6 separate regions of the Mus musculus genome follow, and all the other regions are linked to region 1. A link is a contact called in public Hi-C, HiChIP or PLAC-seq and promoter capture Hi-C data. All regions are on one chromosome and are shown on one strand. Each heading gives the region's core, a stretch centred on a gene start, on an enhancer-like site or on the middle of the called end of the contact. The rest is flanking DNA. Distances are from core to core; before and after follow the strand shown.

What was found. Promoter capture Hi-C pulls out the DNA fragments that hold promoters and counts their contacts. A called contact is a pair of places that touch in the nucleus more often than the background predicts. HiChIP or PLAC-seq counts read pairs in DNA pulled down with a chosen protein or histone mark.
Region 2: a Hi-C map of B cells shows a contact between it and region 1, with 5 read pairs. The contact joins the promoter of Vars2 here to the promoter of Ppp1r11 in region 1. A contact is called at or near these places in 1 of 39 promoter capture datasets (pre-B cells) and 1 of 484 Hi-C or Micro-C datasets (B cells).
Region 3: a promoter capture Hi-C map of pre-B cells shows a contact between it and region 1, with 2.2 times the contacts expected there. The contact joins the promoter of Mdc1 here to the promoter of Ppp1r11 in region 1. A contact is called at or near these places in 3 of 39 promoter capture datasets (cranial neural crest, pre-B cells and stem cell-derived epiblast-like cells).
Region 4: a contact with region 1 is called in a promoter capture Hi-C map of pre-B cells. The contact joins the promoter of 2310061I04Rik here to the promoter of Ppp1r11 in region 1. A contact is called at or near these places in 2 of 39 promoter capture datasets (cranial neural crest and pre-B cells) and 1 of 115 datasets of contacts at active chromatin or transcription factors (pancreatic cancer cells).
Region 5: an HNF4G HiChIP or PLAC-seq map of pancreatic cancer cells shows a contact between it and region 1. The contact joins the promoter of Ier3 here to the promoter of Ppp1r11 in region 1. A contact is called at or near these places in 2 of 39 promoter capture datasets (cranial neural crest and pre-B cells) and 1 of 115 datasets of contacts at active chromatin or transcription factors (pancreatic cancer cells).
Region 6: a contact with region 1 is called in a promoter capture Hi-C map of cranial neural crest. The contact joins the promoter of Ddr1 here to the promoter of Ppp1r11 in region 1. A contact is called at or near these places in 1 of 39 promoter capture datasets (cranial neural crest) and 1 of 115 datasets of contacts at active chromatin or transcription factors (pancreatic cancer cells).

Annotation. Positions count from the first base shown.
Region 1 is chr17:36,950,434-36,953,170 of GRCm38.p6, reverse strand. Ppp1r11 (protein phosphatase 1, regulatory inhibitor subunit 11) reads left to right here and starts at 1,379. Exons shown (of 3, transcript NM_029632.3): 1 at 1,379-1,748. The coding sequence starts at 1,665.
Region 2 is chr17:35,666,169-35,668,868 of GRCm38.p6, reverse strand. Vars2 (valyl-tRNA synthetase 2, mitochondrial) reads left to right here and starts at 1,277. Exons shown (of 29, transcript NM_175137.4): 1 at 1,277-1,796; 2 at 1,944-2,025; 3 at 2,114-2,214; 4 at 2,617-2,700. The coding sequence starts at 1,596. It overlaps Gtf2h4 (general transcription factor II H, polypeptide 4), which reads left to right. Exons shown (of 14, transcript NM_010364.4): 12 at 212-259; 13 at 363-441; 14 at 867-1,141. The coding sequence ends at 1,039.
Region 3 is chr17:35,840,223-35,842,958 of GRCm38.p6, reverse strand. It overlaps Mdc1 (mediator of DNA damage checkpoint 1), which reads right to left and starts at 1,461. Exons shown (of 16, transcript NM_001010833.2): 1 at 1,280-1,461.
Region 4 is chr17:35,896,100-35,898,799 of GRCm38.p6, reverse strand. 2310061I04Rik (RIKEN cDNA 2310061I04 gene) reads left to right here and starts at 1,422. Exons shown (of 6, transcript NM_001033630.1): 1 at 1,422-1,609. The coding sequence starts at 1,538. It overlaps Atat1 (alpha tubulin acetyltransferase 1), which reads left to right. Exons shown (of 13, transcript NM_001142744.1): 11 at 333-412; 12 at 501-543; 13 at 885-1,205. The coding sequence ends at 1,059.
Region 5 is chr17:35,820,425-35,823,124 of GRCm38.p6, reverse strand. It overlaps Ier3 (immediate early response 3), which reads right to left and starts at 1,412. Exons shown (of 2, transcript NM_133662.2): 1 at 1,197-1,412; 2 at 214-1,087. The coding sequence starts at 1,406. The coding sequence ends at 815.
Region 6 is chr17:35,699,140-35,701,839 of GRCm38.p6, reverse strand. It overlaps Ddr1 (discoidin domain receptor family, member 1), which reads left to right and starts at 1,250. Exons shown (of 18, transcript NM_001198833.1): 1 at 1,250-1,409. It overlaps LOC115488883 (a small nuclear RNA gene), which reads left to right and starts at 2,531; the gene lies at 2,531-2,637.

The DNA.
Region 1 (2,737 bases), core at 130-2,629:
CAGATACCCATAGCCAAACACTGGAAGGAGCTTGGGGACTCTTATAGAAGAATAGAAAGAAGGATTTCAAGTCCCAAAGGGAATAAGAACATCATAGGAAGACCAAATGAGTCAACTAACCCTTAGGACTCTCAGAATCTGAACTACCAAGCAAAGAGCATACATGGGCTGGACCTAGTCCTCCCCTCACATATGTAGCAGATGTGCAACTTGGTTGTCATGCGGGTCCCAAACAACTGGATCAGGGACAATCCCAAAAGCTGTTGCTTGTACATGGGACAGGTTCTTCTAGCTGGGCTGCCTTGTCTAGCCTCAGTGGGAGAGGAAGCACCTAGTGTCGCTGAGATTTGAAGTGTCAGGGTGTGGGGATAGCCAGGGGGATCCCACCCAACTCAGAGAAGGGGATGGGGATGGGGGAAGGATTGTGGGAGGGAGTACCTGGGAGAGGGGCAGTGAACAGGGTGTAAAGTGAATAATAATAATAATAAAATAATTCTTTGTTGGGTGGTGGTGGTGGCCTTTGATCCCAACACTGGAGGAGGCATAAGCAGGTAAGTTTCTGAATTTGAGGCCAGTCTGGTCTACAGAGAGAGTTCCAAAAGGGCCAAGGCTACACAAAGAAACCCTATTTGGGAAAACAAAACAAAACAAACAAACAAACAAACAAACAAACAAAAAAAAACCTTCAATGTCTGGTTAAAAGAGGTAGGCGGGCTGCCACGACAGTTTGTACAAGCTAGGAGCTTACAAATTAGAGCCCCCTCCCCCCGTTTGGACTCTCGAGCATAGTAAGCCTAAATGAAAACCATTACAAGGACAATACAAAAAAGATGCACTTATATGTATTATACATATATCTTATCTAAATCTAGTTTCTCATTGTAAGGAAACAAAAACTGGTATTTTTGGATGGATAGTGGAGAGATTTAACAAAATTTAACCAGATGAATTTGGATTTGTTACTCTGCCCCCTGCATCTAACCTTTGCATTCCTCAAACTGGGAGCTAAATGGTAATCTAGGTGTTTCAGGCTTTAATCTTAGGGCCTACTACAGTCAAAAAATTTCAGGTTTAGTGTACCTTCACTGGGATATCAACAAACAGGGAGACGGCTAGAACCCAGTGTATTTCCTGCTCCTGGAAAACCGCTCCTTGACAGAATGATAAAAAGGAATTTGGAGATAGCTCCCTGTCCCACCTAATTTTTTCACCTAAGCTTATGGATACAGCAGATAGGGTAAGGATTCTAGGCACACAGACCTCATCCTTTCAGCACAACGGCCTCGAGTTGACCAGCCAATGAACTTAAGCCTTGCCTAGCCCCACCCCCCCCACTATGACATCACTTCTGCCAACCTCAGCGTCTGCGCACTATTGCATTACGGCGGAACTATTCTGGCGACGCCTGCTTTGACCCAGGCGGTGGTGGGGAAGGGAAACTGTGTTCTGCAGGATGCGTCACAACCGGAAGTGAAAGGCCGGAAGTGGGGTTGGACAGGTTTTCCCCAGGGGTGGGGAAGCAGAGGCCGTGGAGGAGTAGGGGAGATTAAGAAGCTAGAGCATCCTGGCCTCTACTCCGAGTCTTGTACCGGTTCTCTTAGATCTCTGAGGCTCAGAAAAAGGAAAGGGTGTCTCATCCCGCTTTCTCGCTTTTCGCTTTAGCCATGGCGGAGACAGGGGCCGGGATAAGTGAGACCGTCACTGAGACAACGGTTACTGAGACAACGGTTACCGAGACAACCGAGCCAGTGAGAAAGGCGGGCAGGGGGTCTATTTAGGGGTCTGGGAGGCACTGGGAGGGGGAGGGGGGTTTGGAAAGTTGGTGGGTTTGGGATCTGGGACATCATGTGGGGTTTACTCTTATTGGGAAAATCGCAAGGAACTAAATAGAGATGCTTGGAGCCGCTCAAATGGTTCAAGTGACTGGTCAAGGATTGTTTAATCCGTAGTTACAATTAGAGTATAGGTGTTAAGGCTTGGGGTGGTGGTCTATGTACGTAATAAACGGAAACTGGGTTAAGGAGCCAGAAAGGTACTGGGAGGAAGTGAAACGCCATTTGAGAAGGCGTGGTTTTGGAGGCAAATGTACAGAACGAGTACTTACCAATAGTGCTTACCAATAGATAGTCATGGAATGGGTGCGTGTTAAAGCGGAGGAAATGAGGAAACAAGAAAATAAGGTGAAGTGTGTTTTGGCAGATCAGGGAGGAGAGAAGCAAATGAGCAAACAACTTTTGCAAAAACAAATTGCTTTCAAAGGGAGAAAGATGCGTTGGGTTTGACAATGTCTGGGTTGAAGGAGATTAGTAGTTTAGCAGTTATTACCAGAGATGCCAGAATGTTAAAGAATAAGTGGATAGGATTAGGGAGCCCTGGGCTTGAAGATGAGAGAAGAAAGAATGAAGGCTTTTTTGTAGAAGGAGGGTTTTGGATATTTGTTTTATTTTGATATGTGTGTGTGTGTGTGTGTGTGTGTAGGCCTGAAGTTAACCTCAGATGTCTGAGACATGGTCTATATTTATTTATTTATTTATTTACTTATGATACAGAGTCATTGTGCCTGGAGCTGGCCAAATAGGCTAGTCTGGCTAGCAAGAGATCTGCCTTTTTGCACCACCACCACCACCACATTTGACTTTTTGTTGTTGTTTTTGTTCCCGTGGATACAAGGGATCAAACTCAGGTCTTCATGCTTGCACCAAAAGAGCTTTACCAACAGAGATGTCTCCCCATCCCT
Region 2 (2,700 bases), core at 28-2,527, 1.3 Mb after region 1:
TTAGCTCAGATGACTTTCTACATTCTTCTTTTTTAAAGTTTTATTATACATAAGTACGCACCAGAAGAGAGCGTCAGATCTCATTACAGTGGTTGTGAACCACCATGTGGTTGCTGGGATTTGAACTCGGGATCTTCTGAAGAGCTGTCAGTGCTCTTACCCACTGAGCCATCTCGCCAGCCCGATTTTCTACATTCTTGTGTTTTCCTAGATAATCCATTTCCTAAGGACAAGGGCACATCCAGTGATGCTCAAACAGGTATGACTGGGTACCAAGACTCAGGGGGGCTGGCAGCCTGGGCACCTAGCCGCGAGAGGATGGATGAGAAGCCAGGTCCTATAGCCTCACCCTTGTCCTGCAGAATCCTGTGCTGCCCCCCACCATAACAGACCAGATTCGGCTGTGGGAGCTGGAAAGGGACAGACTCCGGTTCACTGAAGGTGAGTGGCTTCCGCTGACCTAATCTCAATCATTGGCTAAAGAGGTAAGGCCAGCAATTTCACGCAAAAGTTTTGTGCATTTCGTATTTGTTTCTCAAAAGGGAAGGAGAGGAAGACTGATCTTTTATTTTGGTATATTAGTAGCAGGAAATATGTCCCAAATCAGTGCAGTTTGAATTAAGCTAGGTGAGGGGATAAGAGGCAGGGTAATTCAGTCTTCTCTTTAGGTGGGTTTGCGTGGCTTTTCTTGTGGATTCTGCTGTCTTTTCGAGTGTCTGGATGCCACAGGTGTTAAAGTTGAACAGTCGACTATCCGTAGAGAATTAGTCCTAAGAACTGTGGCCTGCAGCCCCTGCCTGCATGCTGCTTGGAGGGGCAGAGACCACTGCAGCCCCTCACCTCCTGCCTGTCCCACCCGACCCCAGGCGTCCTGTATAACCAGTTCCTGTCGCAAGTGGACTTTGAACTGCTGCTGGCCCACGCGCGGGAGCTGGGCGTGCTTGTGTTCGAGAACTCGGCCAAGCGGCTGATGGTGGTGACGCCGGCAGGGCACAGCGACGTCAAGCGCTTCTGGAAGCGGCAGAAGCACAGCTCCTGAGCCGGCCAGGTCCAGCCCCGGGCGGGCAGCTTTCCAACTCAGATGTATTTTGTTTACACACCGGGATATTTCTTGTTTAATAAAATTATGGAAAAAAATCTACGCGGCTTCAGACGTCTGCCGGCGTTTCCCTACCCAACGCAGTGATACCCGCTTCTAGCCAGAAAGCCGGAGGAGCGAGAGTCTTTTACGCATGCGCCTGCGTGTCCCCGCCCACGCATGCGCGCGCACCTCGCCATGCACCTATCGGCTCTGAGTTCGCCGGGACGTTCGAGTTAGAGGCGCATGGCCGAGGTTGCGGGGGTGGGGGTGGTCCCAGGCTTCCGAACCCCAACCTTCGTGTCCGCGTCAGTGCCCGGTGACGGGCAGAGCTCCCGCCTTCTCTGGACGCCCTGGTTTCAGTGATTCCAGAGTGCTGTCCACACCGTGCGCTCCGCCCCTAGGCGGAAGGACGTAGAGTGAGAGAGGGTCCTGCGGATGGGAGTGAAGGGTTGCGACCTCCTGCATCCCATGGCCTCGTAGTGAGCAGACCTCCATCCCTTCCCAAACACTCCCGATGCCTCATTTGCCTCTGGCCTCTTTCCGGCCACCGCTCTGGGGGCTGAGGCCCTCATGGGGTCTTTCCAGGCCCCAGGCACTTTGTACACAGCCGGAGCCCCACGGCTCCCCTGTCTCTCGGAGGAACCGTGAAGCCAAACAGAAGCGCCTGCGCGAGAAACAGGCGGCCCTGGAGGCTGGGCTAGCTGAGAAGAGCAAGGTCAGGGGTCAGTCCTTGGGTCTCCCAAGACTTGGGAAGGGGCTGAAAGAGACTGGCGCAGGGATCCAGATGACTGTGGTGTATTGGGGATTGCAGCCTCCACCCCCACTCCGCAACACACACACACACCCTGTTTCCTCCCTGCAGATACCTGCAGTGCCCACTAAGGCCTGGAGTCACAAGGAGGTAGTATTGTATGAAATCCCCACCGGGCCAGGTGAAAAGAAAGGTAAAGTGTAGGGTGTGTTTTGCGATGTTGTTGCTCTTTGGTCTGCTAACATGCAGTTCAGTAGTGGATCTCTGTTCTGCTTCCACAGATGTTTCTGGGCCCCTGCCTCCTGCTTACAGTCCCCAGTATGTTGAAGCGGCCTGGTACCAGTGGTGGGTGCGAGAGGGCTTCTTCAAACCAGAGTATCAGGTCAGTGCGCGGCAGAGGGCTTCTATGAGGTCCTTAAGACAGAGTGAGTGGCCCTTGAACTTGGTGGGCACAGGCTAACTTCACAGTTGATGTTTATTTCTTTCGGCCCCTGGTTTTCTTTTTGCCTCCCCCGTGTTGGATTTCAATAATAATAATAATAATAATAATAATAATAATAAATTTGAGACACTGTTTCTCCACGTAGTCCTGGCCGTCCTGGAACTCTGTAGACGAGGCTGGCCTCAAACTCAGAGATCTGCCTTCCTCTGCCTTTTCACACGTGTGCCACTACACCTGGCCTTCTTGAAGTTCTTTTTGCCCCAAGGCACCAGAGGGTGCTGTTCCCCTAGGCAACAGCAACAACTAGTTCTCCCTCGCCTCTGACTTCCTCATTCCTTCCAGGCAAGGCTGCCCCAAGCTACAGGGGAGACCTTTTCCATGTGTATCCCACCTCCCAATGTCACCGGCTCCCTGCACATTGGCCAT
Region 3 (2,736 bases), core at 212-2,711, 1.1 Mb after region 1:
CAGACATGCGTAATGGGATCTGATGGGTCAGATATTACACACACACAGGAAAACTAGTGATGATCAAACTTAGGGTCTTGTACATGTTCTAGTTTTTAAAAGCCCATCTACCACTCCCTAATTGATTTCATAATCCTCTATTGAGTATTGTGTTGTATCAGGCATAATAGCCAAACGAGACAGGGAAGTAATAACTCCAAAAATTGATTTGCTCAGAATAACACAGCATGTAAATAGAAATGAGTCACAAAGCCCCCAGTTTATACACTCTCATCAGCATACTTCAGCTTGAAGTGCAAAGAACCAGAGAAGCTAACATATAAAGAGGGGTTTATATGTTAAACAGTTTTAACACATTAGGTTGACTGATTCATTTGTTCTTGAGAAGAACCCTGTAAAAGTATGGTTGTTCTTTTTTTTTTTTTTTTCCCAGATGAGAAACGTCAACATAGATGGGTTAAGGACCGTCTCTAAATCACTCCTAGCGTTTTCTCGTGGCTGCTAAGTTCACAGAATTAAAGTAGCTCCTTGGCAAGACCCTTTCTGTCTTTGTTTGCTTGTTTTCGAGACAGGGTTTCTCTGTGTAGCCCTGGTTGTCCTGGAACTCACTCTGTAGACCACCAGGCTGGCCTCCAACTCAGAAATCTGCCTGCCTCTGCATCCCCAGAGCTGGGATTAAAGGCGTGCCCCACCACGCCCGCCCGGCCCCCTTTCTGTCTTTGACATCTCTTTCCAGATCAGTACGGGTGGAACTGTATCTACATCCCCACCTCCCCTACTCGGGTCCGTCCTATTTACTCTGCAGGAATTATGCACACCTGGTACCGGTCAGTATTTGGGCATGCATCCTCAAAATGAATCCTGCTCTCATGGTAACTACATAGCCGGCGTTACTAACAGACAAACTAGAGACAGAAATTCAAAACTGCATGGGTGGATTTTACCTATAAAGATGTCACACACGGGGAAAACGCTGAAAGGAAAAGTAGTGTACCCCAAGAAGTAAACTCCGTCCTGCCAACCCAGCAGACGCCTACGACCCTTTGCTCCAAGTGAAGGGCAACCATCTTTGGTACCTACGCTGGAGTTCGTTCCCTCGTGGCCTAAGGTTTCCGTGTCACCAAACCTACACCCGGGCCAGGGCGCCAAGCAAGGATTAGCATAAAAAAACCTAAAACCGCAACCCAAATTACCTCAGCCCAGTGACACCTAGGGCACGCCCCTCCCGCCCTCAGGAGGAATCAAAGATGGTAACCCGGGCGCGGGCTGCCGAACTCACCGACTGAATCCGCGCGCGCGCGCCACCAGTAACGGCCGCTACCAGGTGGCGGGAGTGCGAATCCCGGAAGAGAGTCGGTGGGCTGATTGGCTCCTGGAACTGTCTTTTACTGCTGGAAGCGCGCCGATTGATTCAAGTCGGAAGCCCCGCCCCTGCCTCACCTCCTCACAGCTCAAATGTGCGGCTACCGGCGGGAAACAGGCTGAAGAAAACGCTAATCAGGAGGGTGTGGCCTGAGAATCCCGCACCGTGATTGGGTAGTGCCCTAGGCCAACCCTCCGTCGCTACGTCATCCACGGACTACTTCCCGCGCAGATTTCCAAACGCCTACCAGAGAGTCTGGCGCCAGTTACCGGCGGCGGCTAGAAGGGCTCTATCATAGAAGTCATTCCAAGGCCAGAGCGCCCTTCTCGGTCATCCCAGAAATGGCGCCAGCTGACTCACGAGAAATGGGGGGTTGCAGGCAGCAGTCGTGGCTGGAGGCTGCAGATTGGAAAACACCCTGTAGGCGTGGCACTTTAGAACTCCCTATTGCAGAGGGATTTTATTTCCGTTTGATTTGGACTGTTTACTTGCTTTTCTTCCACATCTATGTATGTACGTATTAATGTATAAAATGACGGACTTTTTTTTTTTTTTTTTTTTTTTGGTTTTTCGAGACAGGGTTTCTCTGTATAGCCCTGGCTGTCCTGGAACTCACTTTGTAGACCAGGCTGGCCTCGAACTCAGAAATCCGCCTGCCACTGCCTCCCGAGTGCTGGAATTAAAGGCGTGTGCCACCACGCCTGGCCAATGACGGACATTTTGAGGTCATCTTCCTAAATGGAAGATCCTAAATACAGCAAGCTGTTTTGCTAAAACCTCAAAGTCTGTCGTCGTCTTTCAAAAGAGGAGAAAAGTATAATAAAATAATTTATTTCATTATAATAAAACATGAAGGTATTCCAGGAAAGTGGCTTGTATAGTTCTTTCCCGTTGGTTTTTTCAATATGTCCATAATAAATCGCCAGACGTTTGAAGCTTTAAGTTGGATGACTTATCCGTGTTCCTAAAGTAAATGAGACAAATTCAAGTAGCACGAAATAATCAATAATCGCTTTCATTGTTGGCATAACCAAAATTGAAATATTTTTAATGAATAAAGGAGTATTGATGTAACTTAAATGTTCTTTGTTGTTGTTGTTGTTGTTTTGGTTTTTTGTTTTTCGAGACAGGGTTTCTCTGTGTAGCCCTGGCTGTCCTGGAACTCACTATGTAGACCAGGCTGGCCTCGAACTCAGAAATCTGCCTGCCTCTGCCTCCCAAGTGCTGGGATTAAAGGTGTACACCACCACTACCCGGTTAAATGTTCTTTTATTTAAAAGATGACTTGAGCTGTATGTTGATTGCATGTCTTTGATTCATTTTCTTTAAGCCAAAGAAGGGTCTCACTATGTGCCTCCGCTAACCTCGAACTA
Region 4 (2,700 bases), core at 173-2,672, 1.1 Mb after region 1:
ATATTTAAAAGAATCATTTTAAGGGAGTTCACACATTCAGGCACCATGGTTCAGCAAGCTCCTTCCTGCATGCCCAAGTGTTTTTGACATAATTAGATCACATCACACACCATCCCAGTTAGAGCAAAGCAACAGTGCAGGATGGTACAGGAAATCTTGAAGTATAAAATAAGCCCTCCCCTACCTTTGCTAGAAGTCTTAGACAAGAATCCTTTAGGGAGGTAGCTGCCCATCGTCTTTGTTCCCACGCTATCCCTCCTTTCTCCTCTGACCCCTCCATGCCACCTTTTCATCCTGAGCCTCTTCCCCTTCATCTCCCGTTTCTTCTACAGGGGGACTCCCTGGGGGCTGGTAGCCCAAAGCTGCCACTACAGCCGCCATGGGGGATTCAATACCTCATTCCTGGGTACAGGTAAGTAGCCACTTTTTCTTATTCTCCAACCAAATAGGTCACACACACATACGACTACAGTCTCCCTAGATGCCTGGTATTTCCACAGGCAACCAAGAACGGAAGCAGGGGGAACAGGAAGCGGAGGATAGGTGAGGTCTACACCTCCCCCTTAACAGCTGCCAGCACCTTCTGACACTGCCTAACACTACTCCTCCTGCTTCCTCCTAAGTCTGTGTGAACTGGATACCAGTTTCCCCCACACATCTTTCTACCTAACGTCGTATAAGCCTTCTTCCTTGTGGCTTGAATTCTGGTGTTTTTCCCCTCTGTCGTGCTCTGAGTACTTAAGTTTGGACACCGTGGTAACTGTCCCAGCCTTAAAACCCAACAGGTGTCTGTACATTACCCTGCACCCACAACCTTGAAGAATTGTCTCAGCGTAATTCCCCGTTAGCAGCTCTAACACACGCTTCATCTCCCTGCCCACCAGGTCGGCCAGTGAGGATCGGGTCTTGTTACTGGATGGGTCTGGGGAGGAGCCTACACAGACAGGTGCTCCAAGGGCCCAGGCGCCACCCCCCCAGTCCTGGACGGTGGGTGGGGACATAATGAACGCCAGGGTCATTCGAAACCTGCAGGAACGCCGCAGCACCAGGCCTTGGTAACCATGGCCAAAGCTTAGTCCTCAGTATGGATGCATTCATTCACTCATTCATTCAACAGGCCTGTCAGCCTCAGATCCTTTGTATCGTTATTTTTAACCAGAGCAATAAAAGTATTTATTTGTTATCACTATAGCTACCGACAAAAAGTGACTTGTCATTATTCAAATTCACATGCCCCTCAGTCTCTCTCCTGAAACTATATTCAGTCCTACCTCCCCTCATTTTGCTAGGCCTGACAAGAGGCTGCGCAGGCGCCCTGGGAGCGCCCCGGCCCGCTGTGCGCAAGCGCACTCCCGCGTAGCGGCGCCTGGGCTGCTGCGGGCCCGCTGTGCGCAGGCGCACGGTCTCTCCGTTTTCCTCCCTTAGCCCCGGCCCCCCCCTCCCTCCTTTCCCCTTCACGAAGCCGGCTCCGGGGCGCGCTGCCCGGCGAGGAGACGGAGACGGGACGCGGGAGGCGCCCGTTCACTCCCGGAACACCATGTACCGTCCGAGCCCGGGGGCCGCCCGGCGCCTCGGGCCCTGCCTCCGCGCCTACCAGGCGCGACCCCAGGTGAGGAGGGGCGGGCGGAGACCCTCCTCAGAGCCGGCCGAGGGGCGGGGCGCCGGGCCGCGCAGGCGCAGAGGCCCCCGCCGCCCCTGACCACCCGTGTGCTGCACGTGTGAGGGGCGCGGGGCCCGCTAGGGCCGGCGTTCCCGGTGAGGTCCGGGGAGCGGCTATCCCGGGTGGCCCCGGTCCCCGCCGTTCTTACCTGTGCCTGGAGGTGACTTGAAGGGCAGGGCAGAGAGGCCGGAACTGCGGGCCTGTGGTGCACCTGCAGAACGGTCCTGCCCGAAAGGCTGGCCGCTGCACCGGGTCGGGCTCCGGGGGACGGCGGGAGCACGGCCACGCCCCCGGCGACGGGGAAGGCTCCCAGAGGGCTCGGCCAGGCCCCATGGACCCCCTGCCCCTGGGGTTCCTGGGCGCCAAGGGACTTGGAATCAGGCTTGACCTCGGGTGACCTGCCATCCTTGCAGTAGCAGCGTTAGTGACCGAGTTCACCCTTCAGCAATCGGCCCGATTGTCATTTAATGGTGCAGAAAATGATAATATAGAATATATATGTAATATATAATGATAATAGCTTCCGTTTATGTACTACTTTATGGGTGACGAAGTTTATACATTCATCATCCTGTTATATAGGCCTCTCCTCTATTTACTGGAAACTGAGGTGCAGGCAGAGTGCCCAGAGGTTCCAACAGAGTCAACTCAGAACTATTCACACCTTCACTTGGATGTTCTTTGCCCTGCACAGCTCTATTTCAGAATCCTGATACATGTTATATATAGATCGCATCATTTCTCCCATGGAGCAGTAAACCAGGATAATGATGGAATCATAGGTGTTCTTTCTAAAGTTGGGGACGGTGGCCCTGGTGCTGTTGTCCTCCTGCGCTCTTTCCTCATGTCTCCCTTTCCTCTGGTAAACTCTCTTCTGCAGGTAGGACTTGAAGCTTCTGATCAGCCCAGCTGGGGTGGAGGAGCATGAGCTGATTTCTTGTTCCTTTGTTTGGTTTTGTTTTTTAAAACTAGGTCTGTGTAGCCCTGGCTGGCCTGGAATCCATGGTAGCCCCTACACCACCATGCTTAGATGTCTGATT
Region 5 (2,700 bases), core at 163-2,662, 1.1 Mb after region 1:
CATGAGTAAGCAGGTTGCCACACCACTCTCTAACTGGGAAAACCGCACACCCAGCAATGTATGACTGCATCCGGTGACCGGATATAGGTCTGTAACTCCAAGAAAGAGTTCAGGACCCAAGAAAGGGTGAGGACTGGGCACCTAGTCACATCCTCCCGCCACTCCCCCCTCCCCCCCGCTTGAATGATACACTTCGAGAACTGCAGATAATAATGACAGGCAAATCAAGTTTATTCGTGTTCACAGAACATACATACTAGGCGACCCCAGACAGCCGCCCTCTGACAATCCATGGACCCAAGACTCCTGCAGCTGCCCCTGAGAAGCAACCAGAAGACATCAAAGGCCGGATTCCCAAGGGTCTTCCAAAGCCTTACAACAGACTACAGAGTTGAAGTGCTGGAAGACGGAGTGTTACCCCTAATCTTATTACACCCCCCCCAGACTAATCCCCAAGCTGGGAGTCCTACCACCCGGGTCCTCCCTCCCACAACTCTGTCTTACCGACCCTATAAATCGTAATAAATATCTGTGTTACAGCAGGGAGGCATATCTCGCACCCCTGCATAAGTTAGAATAAATATTACATACACCCCTCCTTCACCTAGGAGGATATACATAAATACATAAATATTAATTAGACACGGAGAAAGTCTCTGTCCGTCCCCAGTGGGCCTAGCCAGGACCCGCGGTGTCTCTTGGCGGTAGTGTTCTGAGTTAGCGTTGCCTTAGAAATCCCAGTTTGGGATACGTTCTCTCGCACCAGGTACCCATCCATGGTGCCTTTGTTTCTTCGGACTGTGACCCATCGCGTTTAGAAGGCCGCCGGATGTTGCTGGAGAAAAGCTTTAAGATCCAGCGCATAGTCCGAGGACTCCGAGGTCAGGTTCAAAGGCTCGAGGACCGGGGGCGCAGTAATGGGCGCAGAAATGGGCTCAGGTGTCACGGCGCTGGTAGCATCCTCCGGAGCCAGGGGCTGCGACACACCCTCTTCAGCCATCAAAATCTGGCAGAAGATGATGGCGAACAGGAGAAAGAGGACCCTCTTGGCAATGTTGGGTTCCTCGGTTGGTAGCTGGCGCCGGACCTGAGCAGATAAAAGAGGGAAACGTCAGATCGAAGGTCCCTGCGCCTAGTTGTTACCTACAAGTTCCAGGGCGACGCGACCTCCTGATGCCCACTCGGGCGATACTCACCACTCGAGGGTAGAGCACCCTTCGGCTGCGTTTTCGGTGCCCGCGAGAAGTGTTCAAACGCGCGGTGGACACCACGGCCCGCTCCGGGAGAGGGTCGAAGGTGAAAATTTCGGGACCAGAGCCCCGCCGGAGTTCCGGGCCGGTGGAGGGAGCTGGAGAAGGGGCCCTCAGGCCAGTCATGGTGTGGAGATGGTTGCGCGAGTGGCACATAATTTAGACGTTGTGCAGAGAGTGTAGAGGAGTGCAAATCCCCCGCAAAGCAGAGCTACTTATAGAGCCAAAGAAGGGGCCGGGCCGGGGGGAACTCCGCCCTTCGCAGCTGGGGAGCAGTTGGCTGCAAGGGGCTGGAAATTCCAAGGAGGAAGCAAAATGTAGGCGGAGCCTTGATTGGTTATTCTCTAGGTGCCCCAGTGCACGTTCTTTCCTGGGAGTAGTGAATGCTTGTGGGTAAAAACATTGGGAGTAAGCTCACGTCCGGACATGAGGTAGCTAGAGAGGGGCTCTCAGACACGTAGCAGATGGTCCAGCCACCCTCCTTAGTGAAGTCCAGCAAGATCAAGGGACCACAGAAAACACATTCACGTACTTACTTGGAGGTATGCGCAGGAAACAGGAGGGAAGTCATTGCACAAACTTCCAAGAAGATAAAGAACACACTAGAACCCACAGACCGGGCTCTGCCTGCCTCCGTTCACGTGAAAACCATACACACATCACAGAGATTTCAACAGAGCACACGGACACAAAACTGCAATGGTTACTTAGGGACACTCCCGAGACGCTATTCAAAGGGATAGAGGGAAGACAGGAAGTCCGAAGCTCCTGCCTTTGCCCCATACTAGGTGGGTCACAAAATAAGTGAAGTTTCTAAAATTATGAGACTTTGTGCCCGTCGTCAATAGCACCATTAGGAACCCACGGGATCCCCGTAATGCTTGAGAGACCGCTTTCCCTGAACACAGAAGTCAACATTTCTGAGCACCTCTAACAGTCCGAGTGAAAGTGTGGTGGAAACTACCCATCACAACATGAAACTTCAGCCCTCTTCCCAGCCTGCCAAGCGGAGGCAGGAAGACACAGCAAAGCAAGCTCCAGTTTCAAACGACAAACAAACAAACAAACCAAAACCATAACATAGAAGGGGGGGGGGGGGAGACACTGGTGGCACAGTTCTTAAGAACACTGCTGCTTTTGCAGAGGACCTGGAATCAGTTTCCAGAACTCAAGTGGCATCTCGCATCCAGTCCCAGGAGATCTGATGCCCTTTTCCCTTTTTGATCTCTGTAGGCATCTACATGCATGTGGTACACATACATACTCAAAGACAAAAGACTCATATGCATAAAGTAAAAATGAGACATATCGCTGGGCGTGGTGGTGCATGCCTTTAATCCCAGCACTTGTGAGGCAGAGGCAGGTGGATTTCTGAGTTTGAGGCCAGCCTGGTCTACAGAGTGAGTTCCAGGACAGCCAGGGCTATACAGAGAAACCCTGTCTCGAAAAA
Region 6 (2,700 bases), core at 1-2,500, 1.3 Mb after region 1:
GGCAGCTTATCTTCCTGGTAGGTTTTTTGTGTGTACTTGTCTTGGTTTGTTTGGACTTCGTGTCTTTCTTGAGACTCTTTGGAAATGCTTTTTGGGTGTGAGTTTTGAGTCAGTTGGGATGTGTTTGTAACCGGGTGGTGAGACCGGAGACTTTACTGTGACCTGACATTATCCGGGGACTTGGCAGGTATGGGGGGGGGGGTGGCGTTGGAGAGAGGTAGGAATGACAGGTGGTGCTGAATGGGACGGAACACCTCCCACACTCCCACACTAGCTCTGTTGTCCTCCCTGCCTCTATCTCTCCGGTCCATGGCTCAGCAGCTCTCTCCGTTCATTGTCTCCTTGTATCCCTGGGTCATGCGTTCCTGTGCTTTGGGCAGTGTCTTTATTTTTCAGGGCGCCTATCTATCTTCCTCCCCCACCCCCACCTCGTCTTGGCTCCATTTTGCCCTTCTCCTTGCCAGAAGCCAGACTCTGCGGCTTCCACCAGGGACCGAGCTGACTGACTGGGACTGAGGGAGGCTTGCCTGAGAAAGACTGCAGAGTTAGCCTGGATGAAGCAGGGATCCCAGGGGGATCCGGAGCTTGGGGGTTTGAATCTCAGGGATCCTGAGAAGACAGGAGGGAGCTGCCAAGCTGGGGAGAGGTTCTGGAAGAAGGGAACAGAAAAAAGTTGAGACTAAAAGAGTGTGACCGGCTCTCAGACTTGGGGCGCGCGGGGATGGGGGGAGTGATTTAGGTTGGGATCCGGAGGAGGGGTGTGTGCCAAATGGTGACAAATGGGGTGGAGTGTGAACCTAGAGGGTCTGGCTAGACAGGTGAGCCCGGCTCCCTTCCCCCAGCCGGGCTGCAGCTCTCGCTCCGGTGCTGGGCCTGTGGGAACCCGTTCCTTCCTGCGTGCCCTGGGGCCGCTTCTCCGTGCTTCTCTCCCTCTCTCCAGGAACCGAGCCCAGAAAAAGGGGAGGAGGGACGGCGCCAACTCTCCCCACCCCCGAGCCACCGCGCGGGGTCCCTAGGGGGCTTAGCGGGCCCCTGATGGTGCTGCTGTACCCCAGCATCGGGGTGGCGGGGGATGGGCGTGCGGATCACCTAGTGGAGGCTACGCGCTGGGGAGCACTTGCAGGGCGGGTACCGCACTAGGAGAGGAGCGAGGGGCGGCGCCGGGCGTGGGAGCGCGGGCGCCGGGGCGGGAGTACCGGCGGGGGACGGGCGCGGGGAGGCGGCGCCTGGGCGCGATCCGGCCCCGCGCTGGCTCCTCTCCCCGGAACAGGCCCCCGACAGCTGCTCGCGGGAGCCGCCTCCCGACACCCGAGCCCCGCCGGCGCCTGCGCTCCCCTCCCGCGCCCCGCCGCCGAGGAGGCCCCAAGCCGGGGCCTGACGCCCGGGTCCGCCCCGGAGAGCCATGAGAGGTAGGGACTGAGGCGGGGACGAGCAAGAGGCAAGGGGAGCGGGTTGGGGAACCCCAGTTATGTTTGCTGCCCCGGGATTTTGACTCTCCATCCAAAGCAGAGGGTCCTGACTTTCCGAGAAACTATTCCGAAAAGAGAGCGAGGACCTCTCTTTTCTTGGGTGAGGGGAGAACCTAACTCCAAGAGGACAGGTGCGCGCATATGTAGCCCACTGAGTCATCCTATCGGTGCCTACCCCTCAACCTCCGGTGCCATGCTTACGGACATGCTCGGTTAAGCTGCCCAGGCCAGAGGGAGCCAGCCTGACGCCCAACCTACCAGACCAGCCACGCTCCGTGGTTGCCGGGTTGTGCCAAGAGACGAGGTCACCGCCCAATGAGCAACGCTCCCAGGCTCCCTTTCTGGCCAGGCAATTCTTTTCAGCACCCCCTCTCCCAGCCACCGCCCGGCTGGCCTACAACTGAGTGGCTGAGAAGGATGGAGGTGTGTCCAGACTCGTGTGGCACTCACTGTAGGGACAGGTCACACACAGTAGAATGCTTGAGAACAGGGAGAGATGGTCCTTGTTTTTCTTGCTGTTCTTCCCACCTGAGTCCCACCTGTTCCTGCCTGCTCTTGGCTTCCCTCTGGCTCAGTCACTCTGGATGTTTGGGGGTGGGTGGCTCCGTTCTCTGAGGATCCTGTACCTCAGGGCCTGCGTGTGGCTCACTTTGTCTTCTGATTATAGGAGCTTGTGTCTGCCGTTTAGTATTCGCTAAATGGTGAGATCTGACTTTATAGATTACCTCGGGGTTTGTGGCACACACCTGTAATTAGCCTCTGGTGATAAAGAACTGAAGGTCAGCCTTCCTTGGCATCGTAGTTGAACTTGAGACCTTGTCTCAAACAAAACAAAACAAACAAACAAAAACCCCAACCAACTATCTTGCTGTTAGGAGTACAGGTCTTTAGTTCCAGCACTCGAGTGGCAGAGGCAGGAGAATCTCTCTGAGTTCCAGGCTAGCCAGGGCTACACAGTGAGACAACAAAACCCAAGCAACTAACCAGTCCTTCTCCCCGCCCCAAAGCAACACAAAGAAATCAAACGCACACACAGAAGATGTCAAGATCTGTGTGGAGTGGTGCTGGCTTCGGCAACACATATACTAAAATTGGAAAGATACAGAGAAGACTAATGCGGCCCCTATACAAGCATGACACGGAAATTCATGAACGGTCCTTAATTTTTAAATGATGGAAGATGGAATTTAATGGAGGAGTTGTCTTTAAAGCTACTTGAGGTCCAGGTAAT